Linked DNA regions of Mus musculus: regions 1, 2, 3, 4, 6 and 7 are each linked to region 5. A link is a contact called in public HiCAR-type and HiChIP or PLAC-seq data. All regions are on one chromosome and are shown on one strand. The core of a region is the stretch at or near the end of the contact, and the rest is flanking DNA. Distances in the headings are between cores, read along the strand shown.

Evidence for each region. HiCAR-type assays count read pairs that join an accessible place to other places. HiChIP or PLAC-seq counts read pairs in DNA pulled down with a chosen protein or histone mark.
Region 1: a FOXA1 HiChIP or PLAC-seq map of pancreatic cancer cells shows a contact between it and region 5. The contact joins the enhancer-like site here to the promoter of Gorasp2 in region 5. A contact is called at or near these places in 4 of 39 promoter capture datasets (3T3-L1-derived adipocytes, hippocampal neurons, neutrophils and 1 more) and 3 of 115 datasets of contacts at active chromatin or transcription factors (large pre-B cells, pancreatic cancer cells and pro-B cells).
Region 2: an H3K4me3 HiChIP or PLAC-seq map of embryonic forebrain shows a contact between it and region 5, with 5 times the contacts expected there. The contact joins the promoter of Dlx2 here to the promoter of Gorasp2 in region 5. A contact is called at or near these places in 3 of 39 promoter capture datasets (hippocampal neurons, pre-B cells and stem cell-derived epiblast-like cells), 8 of 115 datasets of contacts at active chromatin or transcription factors (embryonic forebrain, embryonic limb bud, epiblast stem cells and 5 more) and 2 of 9 other capture datasets (adipose tissue and liver).
Region 3: a contact with region 5 is called in an HNF4G HiChIP or PLAC-seq map of pancreatic cancer cells. The contact joins the promoter of Dlx1 here to the promoter of Gorasp2 in region 5. A contact is called at or near these places in 3 of 39 promoter capture datasets (the C10 cell line, pre-B cells and stem cell-derived epiblast-like cells), 1 of 115 datasets of contacts at active chromatin or transcription factors (pancreatic cancer cells) and 2 of 9 other capture datasets (adipose tissue and liver).
Region 4: an H3K4me3 HiChIP or PLAC-seq map of pro-B cells shows a contact between it and region 5, with 3 times the contacts expected there. The contact joins the promoter of Metap1d here to the promoter of Gorasp2 in region 5. A contact is called at or near these places in 2 of 39 promoter capture datasets (cranial neural crest and pre-B cells) and 4 of 115 datasets of contacts at active chromatin or transcription factors (extraembryonic endoderm stem cells, large pre-B cells, pro-B cells and 1 more).
Region 6: a contact with region 5 is called in a FOXA1 HiChIP or PLAC-seq map of pancreatic cancer cells. The contact joins the promoter of Klhl23 here to the promoter of Gorasp2 in region 5. A contact is called at or near these places in 6 of 39 promoter capture datasets (the 3T3-L1 cell line, the HPC-7 cell line, embryonic stem cells and 3 more), 1 of 484 Hi-C or Micro-C datasets (embryonic stem cells) and 1 of 115 datasets of contacts at active chromatin or transcription factors (pancreatic cancer cells).
Region 7: a HiCAR-type map of astrocytes shows a contact between it and region 5, with 3 times the contacts expected there. The contact joins the promoter of Ppig here to the promoter of Gorasp2 in region 5. A contact is called at or near these places in 3 of 39 promoter capture datasets (the C10 cell line, erythroid cells and liver), 5 of 484 Hi-C or Micro-C datasets (CD4 T cells, cardiomyocytes, erythroblasts and 2 more), 3 of 115 datasets of contacts at active chromatin or transcription factors (astrocytes, embryonic stem cells and pancreatic cancer cells) and 1 of 9 other capture datasets (adipose tissue).

Annotation. Positions count from the first base shown.
Region 1 is chr2:71,585,411-71,588,823 of GRCm38.p6, forward strand. No RefSeq gene overlaps it. Among named protein-coding and RNA genes, the nearest start is that of Gm36857, 4.2 kb to the right of the region's middle. Within about 2 kb of position 2,076, at least 1 of the 459 cell types and tissues checked has an H3K27ac peak or open chromatin away from gene starts, as enhancers often do. A contact at or near this core is called in pancreatic cancer cells, where this site is marked.
Region 2 is chr2:71,545,248-71,548,785 of GRCm38.p6, forward strand. Dlx2 (distal-less homeobox 2) reads right to left here and starts at 1,507. Exons shown (of 3, transcript NM_010054.2): 1 at 737-1,507; 2 at 137-321. The coding sequence starts at 1,145.
Region 3 is chr2:71,527,631-71,530,758 of GRCm38.p6, forward strand. Dlx1 (distal-less homeobox 1) reads left to right here and starts at 1,815. Exons shown (of 3, transcript NM_010053.2): 1 at 1,815-2,676. The coding sequence starts at 2,364. It also overlaps Dlx1as.
Region 4 is chr2:71,451,551-71,454,719 of GRCm38.p6, forward strand. Metap1d (methionyl aminopeptidase type 1D (mitochondrial)) reads left to right here and starts at 1,788. Exons shown (of 10, transcript NM_025633.3): 1 at 1,788-1,848. The coding sequence starts at 1,809.
Region 5 is chr2:70,660,142-70,663,289 of GRCm38.p6, forward strand. Gorasp2 (golgi reassembly stacking protein 2) reads left to right here and starts at 1,368. Exons shown (of 10, transcript NM_027352.4): 1 at 1,368-1,619. The coding sequence starts at 1,557.
Region 6 is chr2:69,820,246-69,823,668 of GRCm38.p6, forward strand. It overlaps Klhl23 (kelch-like 23), which reads left to right and starts at 2,125. Exons shown (of 4, transcript NM_177784.4): 1 at 2,125-2,397.
Region 7 is chr2:69,721,668-69,724,899 of GRCm38.p6, forward strand. Ppig (peptidyl-prolyl isomerase G (cyclophilin G)) reads left to right here and starts at 1,421. Exons shown (of 14, transcript NM_001081086.1): 1 at 1,421-1,696.

The DNA.
Region 1 (3,413 bases), core at 826-3,325, 930 kb after region 5:
CCACAGCGAGGAGACCTTCCCCAGAGGCTGACCAGATGAGCCTGACAATCACAGACAACCAGCTTTCAAAACGGTGACATAAATGAACCTCTTTTCCTCATAAGCTTCTCAGCCCTTGAGACTTAGTGATAGTGATATGAAGTGGACAAAGACATTAGATTTATCGATCATACGAACGGGAAGACCAAGAGAGTGCTTTCGGCTTTAAGCTTGGTGGGGTTCAGGAATTCAGATGACGTTCTCAACTCTGTCCCCATTCTCCATCCACTGTGTCTCAACTCTGTTCACCTCTGCCTGGCTGGGTCATGTCCTTGTCTACACTGCTCAAAGGCCTGGAGAAAGAGACACATTTTCCTTTCAGGACTTAGATGCCAAATTTTAGAGAAGTTTCTGGTTGGTACAACTTAGAATATTGTTTGTCCCTCAACTAATACTCGTGGCTGGGATGCCTTTGAATGTGTTGTTGGGTGGAGAGTGGCTTCTGTCTCTAACCAGGTTCTTGTCCTTCTTCAAGGGTGGAGTGGACAGACAGTAAAGGGTACTAAGAGGAGATACTTTACTGAAAATGAGTAAGGCATCTTAAGTCAGATTGCCACGGGGGCTTTAAATAAACCAAATTTGAATTCTCCGTAGCAGCAGGATCTCCATTACGATGCTAAAATGTTACAGCTGGACTGCCCTCCACCCCAAAGGCCTCCTTATGCCAATCAGGAGCCATTCCTTTTAGAGCCCCTGTGCAGCTCTGAGAAGCTTATAGCACTTGCAGGGCCTTAGAGCAGCCAGCGGTCTCCCCTGTCTTCCCTCCCCTTGTGAGTCTAGGAGTTTTCTCTGAAAGCCTCCAAGCCAGAGCTGGGATACAGCTCTAAAGTCTTGTGTGGGGTAGTCTGAATGAAGTCTGTGTGAACTCCAGGTCCCTAGTTGGTGGCGCTTTTTGAGAAGGTTTAGGTGGCACGGAAGCAGTTTTTGAGAGTTTAAAATCCTCTGTCGTTTCTAGTTAGCTTTCCCCGCTTCCTGCTTGGGTTTGAAGATGTGAGCTTTTCCTTCCTGTTCAGACTATTACGCCTCCATTTCACTCATGCCTCCACATTTGTGGACTCCGATCCCTCTGGAACCGAAAGCCCAAATAAACGTTTTTTTCCTCTAGAAGTTGCTTTGGTGATGATGTTTTATCCCAGCAGCACCGAAGTAACTAATACAAGGTGTCTTCCTTCTCCTTGGAGCTTTGTGGGGAAAGTGAGCAGCGAGGTGCTGAGATTGACCAGCTGGGCCCTGATTGGTTGAATCTCTCATATCCATCCAATTAGGGGAGAGCTGTTGAAAGTTAGCATCAAACCGGTGGTGGTGGCGCACGCCTTTAATCCCAGCACTCGGGAGGCAGAGGCAGGTGGATTTCTGAGTTCGAGGCCAGCCTGGTCTACAGAGTGGGTTCCAGGACAGCCAGGGCTACACAGAGAAACCCTGTCTCGAAAAACAAAACAAAACAAACAAACAAACAAAACAAAAAATAAAGAAAGAAAGTCAGCATCATTTCTGGTTGTTGATTGTTTTTTGGTGGCTTTTTTTTTTTGTCATCGCGTCTCCCCCCACTCCCCCCCATATCCCCTGTGGCTGTCAGAAGCTTGACAATAGGGGTTTTGTTTTTCTCTGTATCTCCCTTTCCTCTAGGCTTGAGTTTCCTGTCTATCAGAGAGTCTTGTCCTCCCTGAGTTTGATGCCTGAAGCTCTTTCCATCTGCAGAGGGTCAGGCAGGGTAGGGCCTGCTCTTTGGCAGCCTGGAGGTGGATACTTTGATAGAAACCATCCCATACCGAGGAGGGTTGCTGTTTCCAGACAATGAGCGGAGGGATTGTTAGGTTTCTGAGTGTTAAGAGTGGTTAGCTGTACTTGTTCAGCATTTAGCCTTGTGTATGTCTCCTTCCATGCATCTAATTTGTACACATACATACCGTTAGTTTTGTTTTATCTTTGTTCTTGAGACATGTGTTTCAGATTGACTTACTTAGATGTAGCTGAGGCTGAGCCCGAGTGCCCGACCCTCTCACGCCCATCTCTTCCGTGCTGGGACTTTGAGCACGAGTCACCATGTCTGACCTTTATTACTATTTGTTCACTGTGAAGTCCACGGAACAGAAAATGAGCATGATAGAGCGAGGCAGAGAGGCAGCTGTTCAGAGGACCCCAGTTTACTGTTTACAGTTTAGCTGTAACATTTTAGCATCGTAATGGCGTCCTTCTGCTACGGAGAATTCAAATTTGGTTTATTTAAAGCTCCCGCGGCAATCTGACTTAAGATGCCTTACTCATTTTCAGTAAAGTATCTCCTCTTAGTACCCTTTACTGTCTGTCCACTCCACCCTTGAAGAAGGACAAGAACCTGGTTAGAGACAGAAGCCACTCTCCACCCAACAACACATTCAAAGGCATCCCAGCCATGCCAGGAAGCTCAGAACTCTAGAATTCCACCTTTGGCCTCTATGGGCACCTGAACACACCTACATAAATACATGAACATAATTTAAAATAATAAAAAACCTTATTTTTTATTACTTTTTAAAATAGTCCAGCCATGGTACTCTTCCCTGTTCCCCCCACCCTCAGTGCCCCACCCCATTCCTCCTCCCTCCAGTCTCCAAGAGAATATCCCCCTCTCCCCAACTGTCCCCTGCCAGGCTTTTCCACACCCTGGGGCCTCAAGTCTCTTGAGGGTTAGGAGCGTCTTCTCCCACTGAGGCCAGACCAGGCAGCTCTCTGCTGTATATGTGTCAGGACCTCCGACCAGCTGGTGTTTGCTGCTTGATTGGTGGCTCAGTATCTGAGAGATCCCAGGGGGCCAGGTCAGTTGAGACTGCTGGTCTTCCTATGGGGTCACCCTTCTCACCTTCCAGCTTTTCCCTAATTCAACCACAGGGGTTCCTTGTCTTCTGTCCATTGGTTGGGTGTAAGTATCTGCATCTGTCTCAGCTGCCTTTTGGACTTCTGAGAGGGCAGCCATGCTAGGCTTCTTGTCTGTAAGCACACCATAGCATCAGTAATAGTATCAGGCCTTGGGGGCCTTCCCTTGAAATGGATCCCAAGTTGGGCCATTTACTCGAGTGCCTTTCCCTCAGTCTCTTCTCTGTTGTTGTCCCTGCAGTTCTTTTAGACTGGAACAATTCTGGGCCAGAATAACAATCTTATTTTTAAGTAACACTGTAGTAGGACCGACTGGAGTTCCTTACTAATAAAGAAAGGCGTTAGCCTAGAGAGAGCTAAGCTTGGGGGTGGTTTTCATTTCATTTGCTTAGCACAGAGATGCTATAGTTATCATGATTTTTTCTTAGCCTTGACCATCACATAAACTGGAAGAATTTTAAATGCCTTTGAAGTTGTAAAAGTAGCACAGAAGGAAATCAGGCACAAATAAAACTCCTATC
Region 2 (3,538 bases), core at 257-2,756, 890 kb after region 5:
TTGTTTGTTTTAAGCATTGGGCCTAGAAGTTTACTTTGCCCGGAATAAAAAAGCACAGGTGAAAATATACTTTTGAAAAGTTGTTCCGGACGTGCCCGCTTCCTAGAGAAAGCAGGCCATCTCCCACCTTGCTCACCTGAGTTTGGGTGAGGCCCAGGGACGCCGCCAGCTCGGCTCGCTCTGGCAGGGCCAGATACTGGGTCTTCTGGAAGCGTCGTTGAAGGGCCGCCAGCTGGAAACTGGAGTAGATGGTGCGTGGTTTCCGGACTTTCTTTGGCTTCCCGTTCACTATTCGGATTTCAGGCTCAAGGTCTTCCTTGTCTGCAACGAAAAGTGAGTGGTGAGCACCCACCGTCCAACCCCGCGGTCCTAAAGTTCGGAGCGGAGGCCTTTAGAGACTTGAGGAGGCCTTCCCAACTTCAGCACGCGCCGACTGGCCTGGCCACGGAACCCTGCAAGGGACCCGGGGGAGCTGTGCAAGAGAGAAAGAAGAGGCGGGCAGCAAAGCTATGCGCTACCCACAGCATGCCAACTGGCCCAACCGCCCACCGACTCTGTCCCCCGGAGCGTGGAGAGGCAGAAACTGCGATTCGCGTGCAGTTGGAGATTGGGCAGAGTTCAGGGCGGGAGCAAGAGATGCACAGAGTGCAAGGCTAGAGCTCCGGACTGCCCCCCACCCCATGCTTACCCGGTCCCTCCCCGTGACTTGGGCACCCTAGATGCTTGCGATGCTTACCCGGCTCGTTGTTGACCGGAGACGAACTGGTGCCGTAGGGCGCGTAGGAGGTGTACGCGGCGGTGTAGCCCAGGTCGTAGCTGCTTTTGGCGGAGTAGGAGACATTGTTGAGGCCGCTGGCGTGGTACTGGTAGGAGCCCATGTGCGCGTAGGGCGAGGCCCCCCCGCCGCCGCCGCCCGCCGGGTGCTGCTGGTTGGTGTAGTAGCTGCTGTCCGTAGCCGTGGACACCGGGAGGGTTGGCGACTCCTGGGGCTTGTGCAGGCTGCTGTTGCTGCTGCTGCTGTTGCTGTTGCCGCCAGGGCCGGCGCCCGCACCGCTCGGGGGCTGCTGGTGCTGGTGGTACGTGCTGGAGGCGGTGATCTGGGTCGAGTGCATATCAGCCACCAGACTGTCAAAGACTCCAGTCATCCTGACCCGGGACAGGAAAGAGCACGGGTGGCGGGCGAGAGGGGGATGCGAGGCGCCTCCTCTGTCTATCTCTCCGGGTCCCTTCCAGCAACCAATGTAATTACGGGGAGGGGGAGGGAGAGGAAAACAAGAAATGAGGCTACGGTCTAGGCGCCTCCTCCCCTGGAGGAGGCGATCACCGTGCGTGGCTCGGGACCGCAGCTGCTGGCCGCATCCTTCCCGGGCCTCTCGGACCTCTCGGCTCCTGGCCCGGCTCGGGCGGGGGGCGGGCAATGGAGGGGGCAAGAGCGGTCAGACCCGGTAGGGGCTCCAGGAGGCGGGAGCAGGTGAGCGACCCCCGAGCAGCTTTACGATTGTCTGCCGGGCAGGCTCCTGCAGGGTGGGCATTTAACACTTATCACGTGACCGCGGGCAACGTCACCTAGCAACAGCCAATCAGAAGGAATGAGCCGCGGGGCGCCGGGAGTCCGCGACCGGGCGGCCCCGGGACCCGCGTGTCACGTGGCGGGCAAGGCGGCCGCGGTGGGTGCGTGTACAAGCACTGCAGAAAGTGGGTACCCGATCTGGAGCTGGATAGGGTGCGGGATGGCCCGCAACAGGACATAAGGCTCCGGGAAAGAAATGGGGTCTCCCACCTTACTCTGCTTTCAAGAGCCAAGTCTAACGATTTACATCTCTTGTCCAACTTCGCCTTAATCAAATAAAGCCAGGAAGAGGGCCGAGCCAGCTCTGTCTCCTTTTTCTCCAGATACTTTTCCTCGAGGTGCCTGGCTCGCACTACTCTTGTCAGCCACTTTGCACCTGACGGGCAATTGATTTAAATTATCCATAAACCGCGTATAATAACCTATGCTTCCCAAACTACCCACAGAGATATTACGACAATTAATTGGATAATGTTTAACGTTTTTCCTTTTTGCTTGAGAGAAGAGCTCTATAAGCCCAAAGGTATTATTACTAGTAATGTATTTGAAATCACTTTTCCTCATACACATAAAGGTCTCTAGTAATGACGCACATCTGAGCCACTAGCTGGAAACTGATTCTGAGGTTCCCTCCTTGGGAAAGGTAGGCCAGACTAGACAGCCTTCAAAGTCGTTTGCATTGGTGTTTTTATGAAAAGGGGAATGAAAAAAAAAAAGAGATACTGAAGTAATATTAGAGATTTATCAAGATTCATTATCACACGTTTTCTTGATATAAACAATAAATATAAGAAGTTTTATTTTGTCTACTTTATTTTACATTTTCGTGTTCTAGGATCTTACTCCACTGTTGTAATTTCTTTCTCTAGGTTTCTTTCTTTATTTTTATTTTTCTTCTTTCTTTCTTTCTTTCTTTCTTTCTTTCTTTCTTTCTTTCTTTCTTTCTTTCTTTCTTTCTTTCTTCCTTCCTTCCTTCCTCTCTCTCTCTCTCTCTCTCTCTTTCTTTCTTTCTTTCTTTCTTTCTTTCTTTCTTTCTTTCTTTCTTTCTTTCTTTCTTTCTTTCTTTCTTTCTTTCTTTCTTTCTTTCTTTTCCAAGTGATGAGTTCCCCTCTCTGGTGGTTGGGATTTTCAAAAGAAGGGTGATGGATGGACTCAGCGCAGTGATGGACTCTCAAGTTTGAAGATTGCGGTAGCGCCTGCTTTGTGGCGCCACCTGGTGGACAGTGTAGGAGGTTGTTACAGGCCTGGTAGACAGTCTAATCACGCCCAGGCGCCAGCCTCTGAAACCCCCCAAAAGAACAAAATAGTAATTAAAAGCCACAAAATTGTGCTAGTGCGCGCCATCTGAAGCATCCCTTCCTAAAGACATAACATGTCACTGAAAGAACTTGTTACAACAACTGCCTAATGGAAAACAAGTTGATACTTTAAAAAATACGATCTTTGGTCTTCCCCAGAAAAAGCAAGTGTGTAATTAAAACTCCAGCATTCACACAGCGGAATAATGAGGCAGGTAATGCGCCTTCCAGTCTGCCTGGATTTAGTTCTCAGCCACTTGGCTAAGGAAGGCCTAGAGAATGGGGAAGAATGAGTTTTATTAGAAACGCTCCCTGGTGGGACTCGCCTGCACCAGACCAGACCCTCCCTACTGTATTGACTTTAAACTGCTTCCTGCCCCTTTTATGTGCATCAACGGTATCTCAAGGTTTTTAATCCAGATTGCCTTTTAGCGACTCGATTTCAAGTCCCTGTGCTCTGACACCACACGAGTAGCTGTTTTGCCCTAATAAAAGGAAAAAAACCAATCAAAATTAAAATTAAAAATCAGAATCAGAATTAAAAATCTGATTGCGCTTTCTCTGCCCCTTTGTTGCCAATCAAGCCTGTCCTGAAGGCATACTGGTGGTGGAAAGTTTTCTGCATTCTATTTCTTTCTCAATCCCCAGAAACAGTGTAAACTCAGGTGAG
Region 3 (3,128 bases), core at 565-3,064, 870 kb after region 5:
AGGCACTAAGAAGGAGCTATTAAAATCGCGAGTACGACAGGAAGACCAGGACGAGGCGAGTTGGAGTTCTTAGTTGGTTGGTGTTACAAAGCCTCACCTTGTGGTTTGGCGATTAAGGAAAAAACAAAAACAAAACAAAAAACCTTTCAGGCGATGGCAAACCCTTTATTGGTTTACGAATTTTGGACTGTTGTTTTTTGTTTTGTTTTTTTCCTCTTTCTTTTGTTTTTCTCTTTTGCTCCAACCAACATGCTGCATGAAATGTTTCTGCGCACAGCCTCATGCCTTTAATCAGAAGAGGAAATCTTTAGGCAGGAGCTGCTGCTGAAGGAGAGAGAGAGAGAGAGAGAGAGAGAGAGAGAGAGAGAGAGAGAGAGAGAGAGAGAGAGAGAGAGAATGAGAATGAATCCCCTGTACTCATATCTGTAACGACATCACCGATGTAATTTGTTTTGAATGTTCATTTTTATTGGTGTTCCCTCTGCCAAAATGTGCTTGATTACAGAGGTCTCCCTGTGATCACTGTGCACTCCAGATAGGGGAAGGTGCCGCGGCGCAGGTTCAGCTCAGGCCAGATCAAATCCCCGGGCTGTTTAACGCTGAAAGGCTGCATGTTGCTATTAGTGTTAAATATATGGCTAATTATGCGTATGAAAATTAAACATCAGTGTTATGCTAATGGGGCGCCTTCAGCTGCGGATCTGAGCACTTGAGACTACCATTTAATCAAATGAATCAGTAACTAATACGTGTGCACGTGTGAACTTTCACAAGATCATTTCCCCCGGTCCCCGTCACACCGCTAAATTATGAAAGAAATAATTATCAACACTTTCTAATTACCTAACAAAGTAATTTGGGATTCATCGTGGGGCTGGCGGGATTGGGAACCAACAGTCCCTAGCAACCAGCGTAGTTTGCGCCACGCGAGGTGGTGTGTGGTAGTAGTGGGGGGGTGGAGTGCGAGAGAATCTTTTGTGCACTTTTCAACACTTGCACCCAGATGGTAGACAGCGCGCTTTGGCAGCTCTTTCCTTCACCAGCTTCCCCACCTCACCCCCGGGCCCGGAGGCTCCAGCTTTGGCCACTGGAGGTGAGGAAGAGATCGGGCGACAGAGAGGGGCATATCTAAACACAAATATTCAAGCCTACCACTGATCAGGATTTGCTGAGGGTGTCGGTGTCTCCCTAGGACTCCCAAACCCCAAGTACTCTGGCCAGACCCCAGGAGGTCGGAAAATGACCACCTGGCAGGAGTTCGATGCACCAGCCACCAGGCGACTGCGGGCCCTCAGGACTCCACGCTGAGCCGCGCCCTCGGGGCGAGTGAGCCCGGGGCTCGTGGCTCAGGGGGAGTGGAGAGGGGAGGGGGAGGCAGGAAGGTTGGGAGGGAAAGGAGGGGGGAGGCGGTGCGGCCGCCTTTCCTGGGTGGAGAAGCGTGGGTTCCTGGCTCTCCACGCGCACTGCTTTGATCAGACCCGTGCAGCCTCGAGCTGGAGTGGCCAGCTGGGCCTGGAGAGATGCGAGCAAGCCCCTGGGAACGGTGGCAACGGCGGGGCGGCGGCCGAGTGAGTGAGTTGGGCCAGAGGGCCCCCAAACCCAGATCCCCGGGATGTGGCCGAGAGAACCCCAACCTGGGAGGCGCGGCCTGGAGCGCGCTGAGCTAGGCACAAGACGCTCAGAAGGACCGCTGGCTGCAGGCTACCTGGGTTGTCGCCCAGTGCGCGACTCCGCGATCCAGAGACCGCGGCCGGACTCTGGAGCGGCGCTCCGCACCGGACTAGGTGACCTCAAGAAGAAGTGGTCCGGGGTCCCAGGCGTTGGGGGCGGGCGAAGGGTGGGGACAGCAAGGGGGAGGGCGACGGCAGGGCGCGGCTGGTTGGTTTCTGGGGCGGGAAGCGCGCGAGGGAGGCGGGAGGCTGGAGTCGCGCGCCTTCGAGGTTCCTGCGCGGACGCCGCAGCCCATTGTGCGTCCCGCTCCGCGCGCTCTGTTGCAGAGGAGCCCCGGCCGGGACGTGTGGACCGGATTCTCCCCAGGCCGGGCCGCGTCGCCCGCTCTAGTCCAGCCGAGCCCGAGCTTCTCGGACCAATCCCCGGTGATTATGCAAGAGAGCCGACCAATCAGCTCCACCAGCTCATGAATATTTATGACCTTGGCTGAGTCAAAGCTTTGAACCGAGTTTGGGGAGCTCGGCAGCATCATGCTTAGACTTTTCAAAGAGACAAACTCCATTTTCTTATGAATGGAAAGTGAAAACCCCTGTTCCGCTTAAATTGGGTTCCTTCCTGTCCTGAGAAACATAGAGACCCCCAAAAGGGAAGCAGAGGAGAGAAAGACCCACACCCAGACCCCGCGAGAAGAGATGACCATGACCACCATGCCAGAAAGTCTCAACAGCCCCGTGTCGGGCAAGGCTGTGTTTATGGAGTTTGGGCCGCCCAACCAGCAAATGTCTCCTTCTCCCATGTCCCACGGGCACTACTCCATGCACTGTTTACACTCGGCGGGCCATTCGCAGCCCGACGGTGCCTACAGTTCGGCCTCATCCTTCTCCCGACCGCTGGGCTACCCCTACGTCAACTCGGTCAGCAGCCACGCGTCCAGCCCCTACATCAGTTCCGTGCAGTCCTACCCCGGCAGCGCCAGCCTCGCCCAGAGCCGCCTGGAGGACCCAGGTACGTGCGCTTGCCAGGGACAAGGAGAGAAGGGAAGGAGAATAGGAGAGAGGGGGAGAAGGGGAGGGGGAAAGAGAAAAGACAAGAGAGTGTGGGGTAGAGAGGTGGGTGGGGGTGGGGAAAGCGCGGAAGTAGTAGAGGTTTCGGATATCAATCTGTGGATCCTTGTCACTGAAAAGAAAAAAATTATAAGTCAATTCAATTTACAACTGTCCAGCAAAGGATAAATCCGAGCGCGTCTCCTGGCACTGGCTGGGCCTCTGGGCCGCTCGGTGCGCCGAGCACACAATGCCCTGCTGGAAAACAGAAACCCACATGTGCACGTATTAGTCTCGGTAATTATTTATTGCGTAGCGCTATAAACAATGTATGCAATTAAGGGTAATTAAACCTCAACTACCGCCTGCAAAAAATAGCAAACTTTCTCTGCAAAGGCAATAGCTGCGCTCTTG
Region 4 (3,169 bases), core at 538-3,037, 790 kb after region 5:
AAACACACACACACATACACACATACACACACACACACACACACACACACATACACACATACACACACACACACACACACACACACACACACACATTCCCTAACTCCAAGGTTCAGGGGATGATCTCCTAAGAGGGGAGCTATGAAAAGATTCTAAGGGCCAGAGGTACAGGGTGACCTCTGTGGAAGTGTTTTCTGGATGAAACAGGACCAAGGCACACATGGATTCATAATGGCTGTCACTACACGCACAAGACCTAGCTAGCCGAGATCTCAACATAGATTGGGACAAGGACACAAAGTCCCATTCATAGCTGACAATTGACAGAGCTACTGAGGGGATGAGGGTGGTCAGTTTTCTCCAGGGTTTCTGCCCCTGAAAGGATCCCCGTGCTCCAGTAGATGGCCCTACATTCATGTGCATACTGGCAGTAGATGGACTCAGTGTGTTAAAATAAAAGCACATGAAGTTGAAAGGGAAATGTGGTGGAAGGGATGAGCAGGAGTTGGAGGAGAAGGATGGGGGCGCGTGGTGGTGCTGGGAGTGTATTAGACAAAAACACATTCTATGTGTGTATGATATTCTCAAACAAAAAGAATACCCTTGGATTAAGTGTTCTCCGATTTGAGGTTTGTGATGAGTTGAACTCTGCCTCCTGAGGTTAAAGGTGTGCCAGTTGAGCATGTGGACTCTTTTATTTTTTATTTTATATATGTAGTACAGTGTAGCTATCTTCAGACACACAAGAGGAGGGCATCAGGTTCTATTAAAGATGGTTGTGAGCCACCATGTGGTTGCTGGGAATTGAACTCAGGAAGAGTCCTAAGTGTTCTTAACCGCCGAGCCATCTCTCCAGCCCGCATGTGGATTCTTTAAAATCAATGAGAAGACATCCACATATTCACAAGGAATCCTTATCGATCTCGACTGCATTCAAAGTCCAGAAACTGCTACACTACAGTTTGGGTTCTTTCACCATACACATCTTGGGGTATCATGGTCTGTGTTGAGCACAGGAAGCTACCAAGATGGATAACACCTGGTCCATGAGCGTCTGGACTCCACCGCAAAACAAGGGCAAGAGGCACAGAACCTGGTGAAATCGGGCAACAGTATCATCGAAGGTACAGCGGCTGCCTCACTTGCCTTGACATAGGGGCTATGCAAGCTGACATGCGTCATTCTTTAAATATCTAATTTAGGGATAACAGCAGTTAATACTGCCAAGCAGGAAGTGTCATCAGGGAAGGAGAAATCCTGTGAAGATACCCACAGGGCCACATAGGTGTCCCAACTATTCTATTCTGGAGTCTCTGCTGAGTAATTAATATTCTAACATTGCAAAGGGAAGCTGATCAAACTGATCCAACTTTTTCAACTAGTTGCCTGGAAATGATTTGTAACCGAATGAAAGGCGATGAAAGTGCTTTGTTGCACACTAAATTGTGTTTGTTTGTTTGTTTTTTTTTTCCTCTCGCCCAACTTCACGTATCCATGCACCAAAATGGTGATTCTATAAATACTGGAGGCTACACTTACATGACGACTTTCTTCCATCCCTGATGGGTCTGGAAGCTCAGAGAGAGAACTGCGGCCGGAGCCAGCCTCTCCTGGTGGAAGCGAGCTGGCCGCAGACGGAGCTGCTGGCCTCGACACCAGAGGCACTCGCTAGCCCGGGCTCCTGCAAGCCAGCTCACGCGCGCGCGCGCACTCGCCTCCCACTGCTTCAGCGCTTCTGGGCTTTGAGAGCGCGGCTACTCCAGTGGGCGGAGCTGCGAGGCTCTCTTGGCCACGTGACCGGAGCCAACATGGCGGCGCCCATCGGCGTCCCCCTGCTCGTCCGTGGAGGTAAGCGATCGGCATACGACCGCTCCAGGGCTACGCGCCCAGAGACACGTCCGCGCGTGGGCTTGGTACGCACGTGCGTACTTTCAGTCGGACCCGCGTATACCATACACGTTGGCACGCTGCAGAAACAGACACACGTTTGTCCTCTTCTTACCATGTTGCTTGAGTGCTTAGTTCTTGAGATTTGTGGGTCGTTACCTGAAGTTTTCTTCCCTCTCTTTACTTGTGTGGTTAGTGTTGCAGACGTATCTACCAGCGACGACGGTGAAATGCGCCGGAACACTCGGTTTAGAGCTGTTGGATTGGCATGCCTTTTTGAGAAACTTGTAAAAGGTGATGACAGTCATGATGACTTAGGAGAGCTAACGATGTCAGGGGCATTCCAAACAGATGCGTTTCCGGCGAATCGTTGTTGAATTAGTACTAGGTTCGGATTCTTTGCTAGCAAGAACTCAAAAATAGGTTCAAGAAGGACGAAAAAAAAAAAAAGGAACACCAACGACTTTAGATACAATTTAAGTGCCAGGCACATAGGAACGGTTTTAGGAGGTAAATATTTTCAGAGCAATACTCAGCACGTATTATATACCTTCCGAGCCATCTCACCAGTCCAGCTTAACTTAATACAATCCCCTTTTGTGAAGTCAGATACCAACTTATTTGTGTGTATCTAAGGGTGTGTAAAAAAGTTTGACGTTGACATGGAATGGTGTCCACAAAAATATATTATTTGGAATATTTGGAAAAAGCAAGTTGTAGGACATTAAAATTACATATATTTGTTTGTCTGGTGTATGCTCAAACAGGTGCCAAGGTGTGCATACAAAGGTCACAGGGTCATAGGAGAACTTGTGGGAGTTCTCCCATTATCTGTTTTTCAGACCATGAGGCTTGGTTCAGGCTTTACCCACTGAACCATCTCACCAGCCCAGTTTAGCTCAATACAGCCCCCCCTTTGTGAAATCAGATACTCATATATTTGTGTAGTTATATTTGTGTGTATATGTGTATCTAATATAATACATACAGAGAATGACATACACGATTCACGGCTTTGTGAAATAAAATATTCAGTTTTTATGAAATGCCCATATTTTCCAAAGCACTCAAAATATAGTGCTACATATCTTAGAGGTTTTTGGCAAAGATGACTCTGGTCATTCTGTGTGTACCCAGAACTTCTCATCACTTGAATGATCTTGTACATTTAATACAACTTGTTCATGTGAAGATTAGATTTTCTTTTTTTAGCCTTTGAAATGTTCTTCATAGGAGAAATTTCAAACACACAACAGAGCGGCAAACTCTGCATACACATTGT
Region 5 (3,148 bases), core at 118-2,617:
CTCTCTCTCTCTCTCTCTCTCTCTCTCTCTCTCTCTCTCTCTCTGTGTGTGTGTGTGTGTGTGTGTGTGTGTGTGTGTGTGTCTACACTGAGGCTGGAAGAGGGTGCTAGATCCCTTCGAGCTGAAGCTATAAGCATTATAGACAGTCTATTGTCGGTGCTGGGATCTGAATTCCCATTGACATGACTGAGCAGCCAACACTTTTAACCCGTAAGCCTCCTTCCTCTTCAGCCCTAGGAATTTTTTCAGATTGGCCTTCTGTTAGCTTTTTGTCAATGACAAAAAAACGACTTAAAGGAGAAAGAAAGATTTGTTTGGCTTGTAGTTTCAGTCCATAGCTGTTGGCTCCATTATTTTGGCAAAGCTGTTCATCTCGGGGCAGCTGTGAGGCAAAGAGAGAAAGTAAGCGGCAGGGTTCTACTCCCTACTTTAAGGACAGACTCCAACTTCCTTCTACAAGGTCCATCCCTTCAAGGTTCCTCCACCTCCACAGGCTAGGGACTATGAAACCTCTGGGCTTCACTCCAGATCCCAATGCAAGCTCTTCCTGGTATTTCTTAGTTTTGTCTATGGGTATCTCTTTCAGTCCAGTCTTCTTAATTTCATATGATTCTGATTCCATATGGCGAACTGGTCAGCTGTCGGGAAGAAAGGTCCCCGTACTGTATTCCCCTGGCTCTTTAGAGCACCACTCATTTGCTCCTCTACCTATCCTTTAAACTAGACTATCTAACTGGTGGCGTGTTGGGTTAACTATGAAAAACCATTTGGGACTAGAATACTTCAGAACCCTTAATAATAGCTCACACTGCAAAACACCAAAGACAGTCAACACCTGGATGGGACACCATTACTGAAAGTCAAACTATAGCATGGGGAGGAGACGGGGCAGGGAACACTGAGAGGGGTGCAGTGGGGCAACAGGCAAAATTCCAAGGAAATCCAACCCCTGCCCCTCGCTCCTGCGTAGCTCCGTAGTGTTCTATCAGGACGAGAAGAAAAACAACAAAACAGTAACCGCTTTTATTTCAGGGAACACTGCTCTTTATAAACGTGAGCTGAGAATACCTGATATTCCAACCCCAGAAAGGCACTGTGAACTATCCTCAGGTATACAATCTTATTAAACAAGACCTAAAACAAAGCAAGCGCCAGGCGTGCTCGGCATCTGCTCCCTTCCTCTCTGGCCTCTGGTCACCAGGAGGCGCTGCGACCAAATACCCTTCTGCGAAGGTAGAAACGCGCCGAGATAAGTCTTGTCTGCTCCGGGGCCCCGTAGCGAGCCGTCGCGTTCCGGGCTGTCTTTCCGCTTTCTCGCGCTCCCTGCCTCCGCCCGCTGCGCTCTTCCGATCGTTCCCTCCGGCTCCCGTCAGGGGGCGCTGTCTGCGGCGTGGCAGCGGCCGTGGCTGCCGGGCGACGATCTCCCGGCGGGCTGTGCGGCCCGGCTCGGGCTGCTGCAAGTGCCACGTCCCAAGAGCTACGCGGAGTCGCCAAGCGGGCGGTGCGCGAGGCGGAGCAGCGCTGAGCCGGCCGGGTCGTACGGATCGCCCGCCGCCATGGGCTCCTCGCAGAGCGTCGAGATCCCGGGCGGCGGCACCGAGGGCTACCACGTTTTGCGGGTAAGGCCCGGGGGGACGCCGGGGCGGCCAGGCCCGAGTCCGCGGAGCACCCTGGGCGCGGCTGCCGGCGACGTGGCCCGGGACCCACCACCCTGGCTCCTGGCCCTCCGCACGGCCTCGCCGCGCACTGGCCTGAGCTTCAGAGTTAGGAAGAGCAAGGGGCGCCGCCTCCAGAAGGAGCCGGAACCCGTACCTGTGTTCTCGGGGAGGGTGACGGAGCCACAGGCTAAGCGGAGATGTCACGACCGGTGTCGGTTCATCTCGGCTACCCCTGGATGCTTGCAAGGGCCACCTGGACAGGGAAAGGAGCACGAACGGCCTCGGGCTAGATTTGACAGACTTAAATTTAGTTGATTTTTGATAGGACTTTTCCGTTCCGGGTCGCTCCTGACCCTTCCAGATCTCTCCAACATTTCCTGGAGGAGAGGAACTTCCGTTCTTCTTTCTAAGATGAAATAGTCGGGGAGATTGAGGTTTAGGTCCGCGGAGGAGAGTTTCCAAAATAGCCAGGCTTGATGAGGAAACGCAGCGCCAGACACCAGGGGTCAAAGACACATCCGCCTGTGAACGGTCCTTTCCTCGTGGAACCAGGAATGTGGTGACACCTGTGTGAGTGCTAACATGGGCTGTGAACAGAGTGGCCTCAGTCTGCATCGCCATTTAGGGACAATCTTCTCTGAGAGTGTGCTTGCTTACCTTCATTTTCTGCCCTGGGTCGCATGTTCTGAATGAGATAACGTTTTAAAATAGCCCAGATACCTGAACGATAGGACTGTGATTGGTCACCTGGTTGTCGGGATTGTGGTTGTCTCTCCATTCCACTCAAAAGAGACTTTTGAAGCCCTTGTTTTTCCAGGGTGTTTCTTCATATGCCATATTACTTTCCTATTTCCTTCAGCTAACCAAACTCCTAAATCCCACACTAATAGGAAACACAGGAGAAAGAACTGCTTCATCCCGGGTTCGTAGGAAAATTAATGGCGATGCTTTTTCATCTGGTCTGATTCTGAGTTGACTCATGTGAGGTGTATTATCCTGTTACTTGCAGATTCTGAGTGTGGCCATGAACCCTTAGGGAGCTGCAGTATTTTTATTATAATAAACACCCAGGGAAACCTAGTAAGACACATTAGTGTTAATGAGTAGGAAAAAAAAATAGTCTTTAGGGTCTTAGATGGATCTTCATGTCAACAGAACTTCAGTTTAATGAGCTCATTCCTATGGAAGACAGTTGAAGTATGTCGTCTTCATAGGTGTGCTTCGGAGGATTTCTGAGTGCACACATAGTTAGTACAGGTGTGTTATTACTCTCTTCCTTGAGCTTTAGAAATAGTAGGGGCAGCCCCAGTTACCAGTCTGCATCTGGAGCACAAATGTTACAAAATATGAAATCATTGTATAGAGGGTATAAACCAAGGGAGCTTTAGTGATTATGTCATGAAAGCAAATGTTTTTAAGTTTTTAACCCTCTCTCTCCCTGATTTTGCCACTCATTGCCTTACCTCTGTTTTCAGAGAGAAAAAAAGAGT
Region 6 (3,423 bases), core at 875-3,374, 840 kb before region 5:
TTTGCAGTGATCTCTTTGGGTTTTGTTTGGTGTGGCTTTTTTTTCCCTGCTGGAAAATGAACCTGAGGTCTCTTTGATAAGGCACTGGGTGAAAAACAACTACCCTTGCAGTGTGCCCCAGGGTCTGTGCTTGCCTTGGCAAGGGGAGGCTGACTAACACATGGTGTGCTTGTGCATAGAGGCCAGAGGCCAGCCTCTGTTGCTGCTCCTTAGGAACTGCCTATCCTGGTTTTGAACCAGTGTCTCTCCCTGGGGCTATAGCTGATGGACTGGGTCAGACTGGCTTGTCAGTAAGCCCTGGGGATCCATTTTTTTTTCTGCATTCTGAGTGTGGGATTACAAGCACATGTCACCCTGCTTTTTATGTGCATTGTGGGAGCTCAACTCATGTCCTCATGTTTGTGAGGTAAGCACCTTAGCCATTGGTCTTTATCCCTAGCCTCAGGAAACATGTTTTTAAGCAGAACTAGGAATCACTATAAGCAAATATTTTGTTTTGCGACAGGGCCTTACCATTTTCAGTGGGGCAGTCTCAAACTCGGGATCTTCCTGCCTCAGCCTACTCTGCTAAGATTAGAGGATTGTGACAGCACCAACAGCTTGGAAGCAAAAGTTCTAATTGGTTCCTATAATAATCTGAAAAAAGTCTGCACAAATGACAATACAGTGAACCTCTCTATCAAGAGTCATTGATCATATACTGTTATACGTATGTTTCTACCCCATATACATATATATTATGCATATATTGATCATATTTTTGAGATTCTATAAGTTAGTATAGAGCCTACAATATATATTTTCTTACGACTTCTTTCTGTATGTTGGAGAGGTGGTTCAGAGGCTCAGAGCACTTGTTGCAATTGCAAAGGACCAGGATTTGGGCCCCAGAATTTACATAGCAGCTTACAGTCATTGTGACTCTGGTTCTAGGGGATCCAATGGTATCGCTCTTCTGGTCTCTGCAGGCTCTTCACACATTACAGACACACATGTTGCAAGCGCGATTTCGATCACACACACATGCACACAATACATTTTAAAAATTATTTCTGTGTGTGTGTGCTTGTGTGTGTGTGTGTGTGTGTGTGTGTGCGCACGCGTGTGTGTCTAGTAGTTTGCTCTAGGCTGTATGTTAAGTGGCAAGTGGCAGAGTAAACTTTAGCCCCCCAATCGAAGACTCTTTTGCTTTCTTGCTGTGGTATTAAATTGTTGACCAGACTCTAAGATATAAACCATATCATGTTTTTGTTTGTTTTGTTTTTGTTGGTTGTTTGTTTGTTTTAGGTTGTTTTCTAAGAATCACTTGGTGCTCTTGGACAGAATGAAGATTTCTGAAATCTGGGGTGAGGGTTGTGAAGTTCTACACAACACTCCCCCGGGATCAACACTAAGATGTGGAATTAAATTAAACCCACTCAAAGAAGAACAAGCATGTTACTTGTTCAGAGCTTGCTTGGCAAGAAGGCCAATCACCATCACTCGTCCTTCCCAGAGGCTCAAAGCAGGGACATGAGAAGCGTGGATAAAAATAGAAGAAAAAGAAGAGGAAAAAGCAAGGGGGAGGGGAGAGTAGTAGCCTCCACCTCTGCTACCCCAGATATCTGATTGGAGGCTATTGGCTGGGAAAGCCGGGGGTGGGCTACAAACAGAGTGATCGTTTTTTGGCATATTTATACTTCCCTGGTTGGTCCTGAAGAGGAAGTGGGGGTAGAAACCCAAGTTGGCTTCCTGGTTGTTCTGGTGCAATTTCAACACAGGTTGTGGCTTGGCTTTCGGCGCTTAGGAGTTTCAGCGTTCTCCCATCATGTAAGGTATGGCCATTACGTATCTGTCTACTTACTCTTTTCTTTTCAACACTACTTTAAGAACAACCTTAGCTCTCCGGTCCTGGTTTGCCGCGACCTCCTTCCAGTAAGCTCCCTGACAGCCATGGACCATCTTTCAAACCTAATTACCTTTTCCCGGACTTTATGAGGTGCTCGGAAGTTATTCAAAATCTTGCGGCTAAAAACATTTGATACTAGCTTTTGTTGCAATAAGAAAGTGGACTTTCTGGTGTGGCACAATGGACATCACCAGAAGGCTGGAGCTTGCCCCTTTTAGCTGCTTGTGTTCTACAACAGTAACTCGAGAATCTTAGGTGCCTGGATTCAGCCTTGACCTAGGCTACCCCCACTTTCCCTGGAAGCTTCCAGGTTAACTCCTAGTGTGCTTAAGCAGCCCCAAAGCTCCTTCCTGCGCGCTCTGCTGGAGGCAGCATGGAGTTTATGGGAAAGCAGCTACTTGTGGCATTTGAAGGCAGCCCTAATAGAAGACCGTAGTTTCGCCTTCTTCTCTCGGCACTTTCTCTCTCCCCGCACGCCAAGGGCCAGGGCCGGCAAGAGGACAGAGAAGGTAAGGGTACACACTCCCCTCCGGCGTTGGCTGGGGACTCCGGCTTTCTCCTAGCAGGCAGTGCGATGGGCGTGCGCGCGCGAGAGGAGCGGGGCTGACCGTGGACGCGGCCCACCTGCTGCGGGAGCCCACGCTGCGGCGCCCGGGCTGCGGGGGGCTGCGGGCGGAGGCGGGAAGCCGCGGGCCACCGAAGCCGGAGCGGCTCGTGGGCTGGAGCTGCGCTAGCAGGCGGCCTCCGCCGCGCCCCGCCGCGCGCTACCAAAGATGGTCAGAGGGTCGGGAGGCGCCCCCGCCCCCGCCCCCGCCGGCCGCTAGTCCGGAGTCTGCGTTCCGCGCCGCCAGCGAGGTAGGTCGGAGCCCGGCGGCCCGGGGCCGGCCAGAGAGGCGAACGGGCAGCGCGGGAGACGAGGCCCCGCCACCCCCAGCCCACGCGCGCCGGGGCGCAGACAATGGCCGTGCGGTGCGGGCCCAGTGGCGAGGGCGGGCGCGTGGGTGCCGCGGGGCCGTCCACACCTGCGCACCCGGCCGGGCAGAGGCCGCGGGCATCGGCCAACGGCGGCGCGCGACGCCCGGGAGCCGAACCCCCGCGCCGGGCCCCGGGGCGGGGCGCTCTCCCGGCGGGAACGCCGGCCGGGCCCAGGCGCTAGCGCGGGCTGCAGAAGCTAGCTCGGGCCCGGCCGCTCTTGTGCTGTCAGCAAGCTGCAGAGCGCAGGGATCCCTTTTCTGAGATTCTCTCCATCTTGGTGGCATCTCAGTGTGAATTGAAATCGAGGGGGGAGGGGGAGAACCAACAACGGCGAATTGGGGCCGGGCTGCGGCGGGGTGACCCCCTCGGACACTTGGCCTGGGGACTCTCAGGAACTGCCAGACTGGGACAGTGCAGATACTGGGTGGCTGGGGGTAGTAAGCTAGGATCTCTCAACAAATGGATAACTGGAAAAAAAAAATCCTCATTTAGTTAATCTGATTTTAAATAGACCATCGTATAAATAGTTCAGCGCATTTTGCATATGGTGTTTGGGCATC
Region 7 (3,232 bases), core at 171-2,670, 940 kb before region 5:
GAGTTTCATCCTGATTTCCCTCCAGGAGGAAACATTTCTGTCCAGATGAAATAACTGTACAACACTCTGCCTTACTTCAATCTTCTAAATTCTGTGTAGGTCTCTGTAGCCTCAATCTTAGAGATCCGACTACCTCTGCCTCCTAAGTGCTGGGATCAAAGATGTCCACCGCCACTGTGTGGCATCCTAGATTTAATTTTTACAATGGAATTCCTTTTTGTTTGTTTCTGGCTTTAAAAGATCGATTTCTCTCACAAATTAAGATCTTAGGTGAATGAGCCCGATAGGAGGCATTTCTGCTCCATGTAGTTATTCTGGGATCTAAATTCCTTCCATTATGTTATTCTAATGCCTGCCAGTTCCTTGTTTGTGGATGATTAGAATATATTGGCAAATGAAGAAAATAAGAGGCAATGTCTTAAAGCCTAGAGCAGCATGCCACTTTGTCTCAAATTTCATCCTCGAAAATTAAATCACATGGCCAAGGGCTGGCGAGATGGCTCAGCCATTAGGAGCACTTGTGGCTCTTGAAGGAAGACCCATATTGAGTGTCTCGTAATGCTTTTAACTCCAGTTTGGGGACGGGGAGGATCTGACACCCTGTTCTGACCTCTGCAAGCAGTTATAGATATACAGTGCATATACACACAGGCACAAATACAACCATATTAAAATAGGACCAGGCATTTGGGATAAGAGGCAGAGGCAGGGTAATCTCTTAAAGAGTTTGATGTCAGCCTGATCTACGTAGAGAGCTCCAAGGCAGCCAAGGTATATAGTAAGACCCGGTCTCAATAAAATGTTAATCCCCGACTACTGGGATTAAAGGCATGCGCTACCACGTCCCGAAAGTAGCTCATCTTTGTTACTAGCTTTTGAGCGTTTGCTGAAGGTTCCTTGGAGGCAGAACGTCTCTCTAAATACCTCGACAGAGGATGTCACTGTTTATAAAGTGATGCGCATCATTTCGGGAGCGCTGTGACATTCTGACGGATCCACACCGATCCAATCAACTCTCAGAAACCATCAAGCGACCCGTCGGGAACGTATTTTAAAAGGCAGAAGAGACCCTACAAGCTCAAGGAGAAGATGCTGACGTCAGCCCGGGAACGCCGGGAGTCGCCGGCACCCATCCCTGACGTACTTCCGGCGCGACACCTTCCCTCCACGCCTGGCCTGGGCTGTGGGGGAGGGAGGCGGTTAGTGGGCTTTAGCGCCTTTCCTGACGGCGGTAGATTTGAAGCGCTTTCCAGGACCGGGCCGGGAGACGAGAAGCCCGCGGCGGGGCAGGTGAGGGATGCGAGAGCGTCTGTCGGCGCGGCGGCGTCTTCTGCGGGCCTTGGGGACGAGAGCGGGAAGGGCTCAGGGCGAGGGGCGGAGCCGCGGCGGGCCTCTGGGCCGAGGTAACCGTCTTTCCGTCGAGGTCTCTGGGCTGCTCGGGCTCGGAGGGGTGGCCCCGGGGACCGCGGCGCGGCCTGGGGCCCCGTGGTGGCCCGGCGGCTTGCAGCCGAGCCCCGGGGCGAAGGAAGCGGCTCTTCCTCTCCAGCCCCCGCCCTCCCGGCTCGGGCGCACACCTCCTCCCTGACGCATTTTGCCGCACAAGCTGTAATATGGCGGCAGCGACGGCAGCCTCGGCTCCCGGGAGCTAGGTTCGTTTTGGAGGCTTCAGAACCGGGAGACGGAGCGCTGCGGCGTGGTAGGTGGGACCTCTGGTTAGGGAAGGGGGAGGCGCAGCGCGAGGGCCTGTCAGGTTAGGGTTAGGGAGGGACGGGCGCAGAGCCAGGATCCCCGGGAATAAAATCGACCGCGGGCTCCGGTCCTCCCGACCTTTTCCTCCCGTAGGACAGCGGCTGGCGTGCATGCCTCAGTGACACAGGCCCTTGGTGTTAGGGACACTCCTAAAACTCAAATGCGAGATGTTAACCTCAGGGCCTTAGAAGTTTTCTCATGTTCCTGAGCGACTGGAAGCGGCCGGGCCTTTGGGGGAGGAGGATTCTGTTGAGGAGAAGATGGTTTCTGAACCCCGTTCGCCTTTAGGAGAAACGAACTGATTTTTTCCGTGTTTCCTCTTGATGTCGAACAAAGTCAACCGTAGCGGGCATCCGTTGTCTAATTGTTTTGGAAAACCTTATGGAAGCACCACCCTGTGCACTCAGTTTGATTTCTTAGCACGAATACATTACTTGCGCTAAGTAAAGATTAAGTAAAGACTCTCTTTGTTTGTTTGTTTTTGATCACCAGAACATTTAAGAAATAATACAGTGTTTTGAAAATTTGGAAGGTCCATATTAACTTTCAGAAGCTAAATCCAGAAAGGATAAGATTTGTGTTAGTGTCATTCCCATTGTATAAAGAATATGATGACTAGTAATTGCTATTTTGTAACAGATACTGGACAGTTCGAGGAAACCTTTTTTATAAGTTTTAAAAGATAGCCATAAGAGGAACTGCACAGATACTTAGAAAGGCTGCTTCTAACTTACCTAAAAGTGTAACTCCTGATTTGGTGTCACAATGTCTATAATCCCGGGCTGAAGAGAAAGGGTCACCAATCAAGGCCAGCCTGAACAACTTGATGAGACAAACAAAAACACCTTAGGGACCCCACTCTTTAATTTTAATAATGTGGAGTGTTATTAGTCATGTAATAGTTTACATTTCTCTCTGTTTAAAAGAAGCTAGTTGCTTAACAGTTTCTTTAAGCTTTATTAAATTGATTGGGTTGTTCTGCTCACTCCCTAAGTAGGTTGGTGTGTGTGTATGTATGTGTGTGTGTGTGTGTATATATATATATCAAAAATTGTATTTTTTATTTCTGTAGGCCAAAATTTGGACCTTGAGATGTGCAGGCAGTACTTCAAATATTCAGAGAAGACTGCTATAATTGGACCTTTGACTTTTACTGACAAGGCGCATTTTTTGCTTTGTTTGAGGTCTTTGGCATTTTTAGGGCAAGCACCACTGAGCTGTATTCCTAACCATTGGTCTCCACATTTGTTTGTGTGCATAGATTCAAGACTTCACAACTGAGGGCAAGTGCTAGATCACTGGACCACAAACTAACTCCTAAGTTTTCAGAATACCTGTTAGGTGGTGTTTTTCTACCAGCTCATTTTTTGCATACCAGTAGTTTGTGTATATCAAAAACATTAAAGAAAATGGTTCTATTTGGAAGAGCATAGGTGACTTTTCCTGACAACTCAAAATGTTAGCTTGTTTTACTTAATTCATC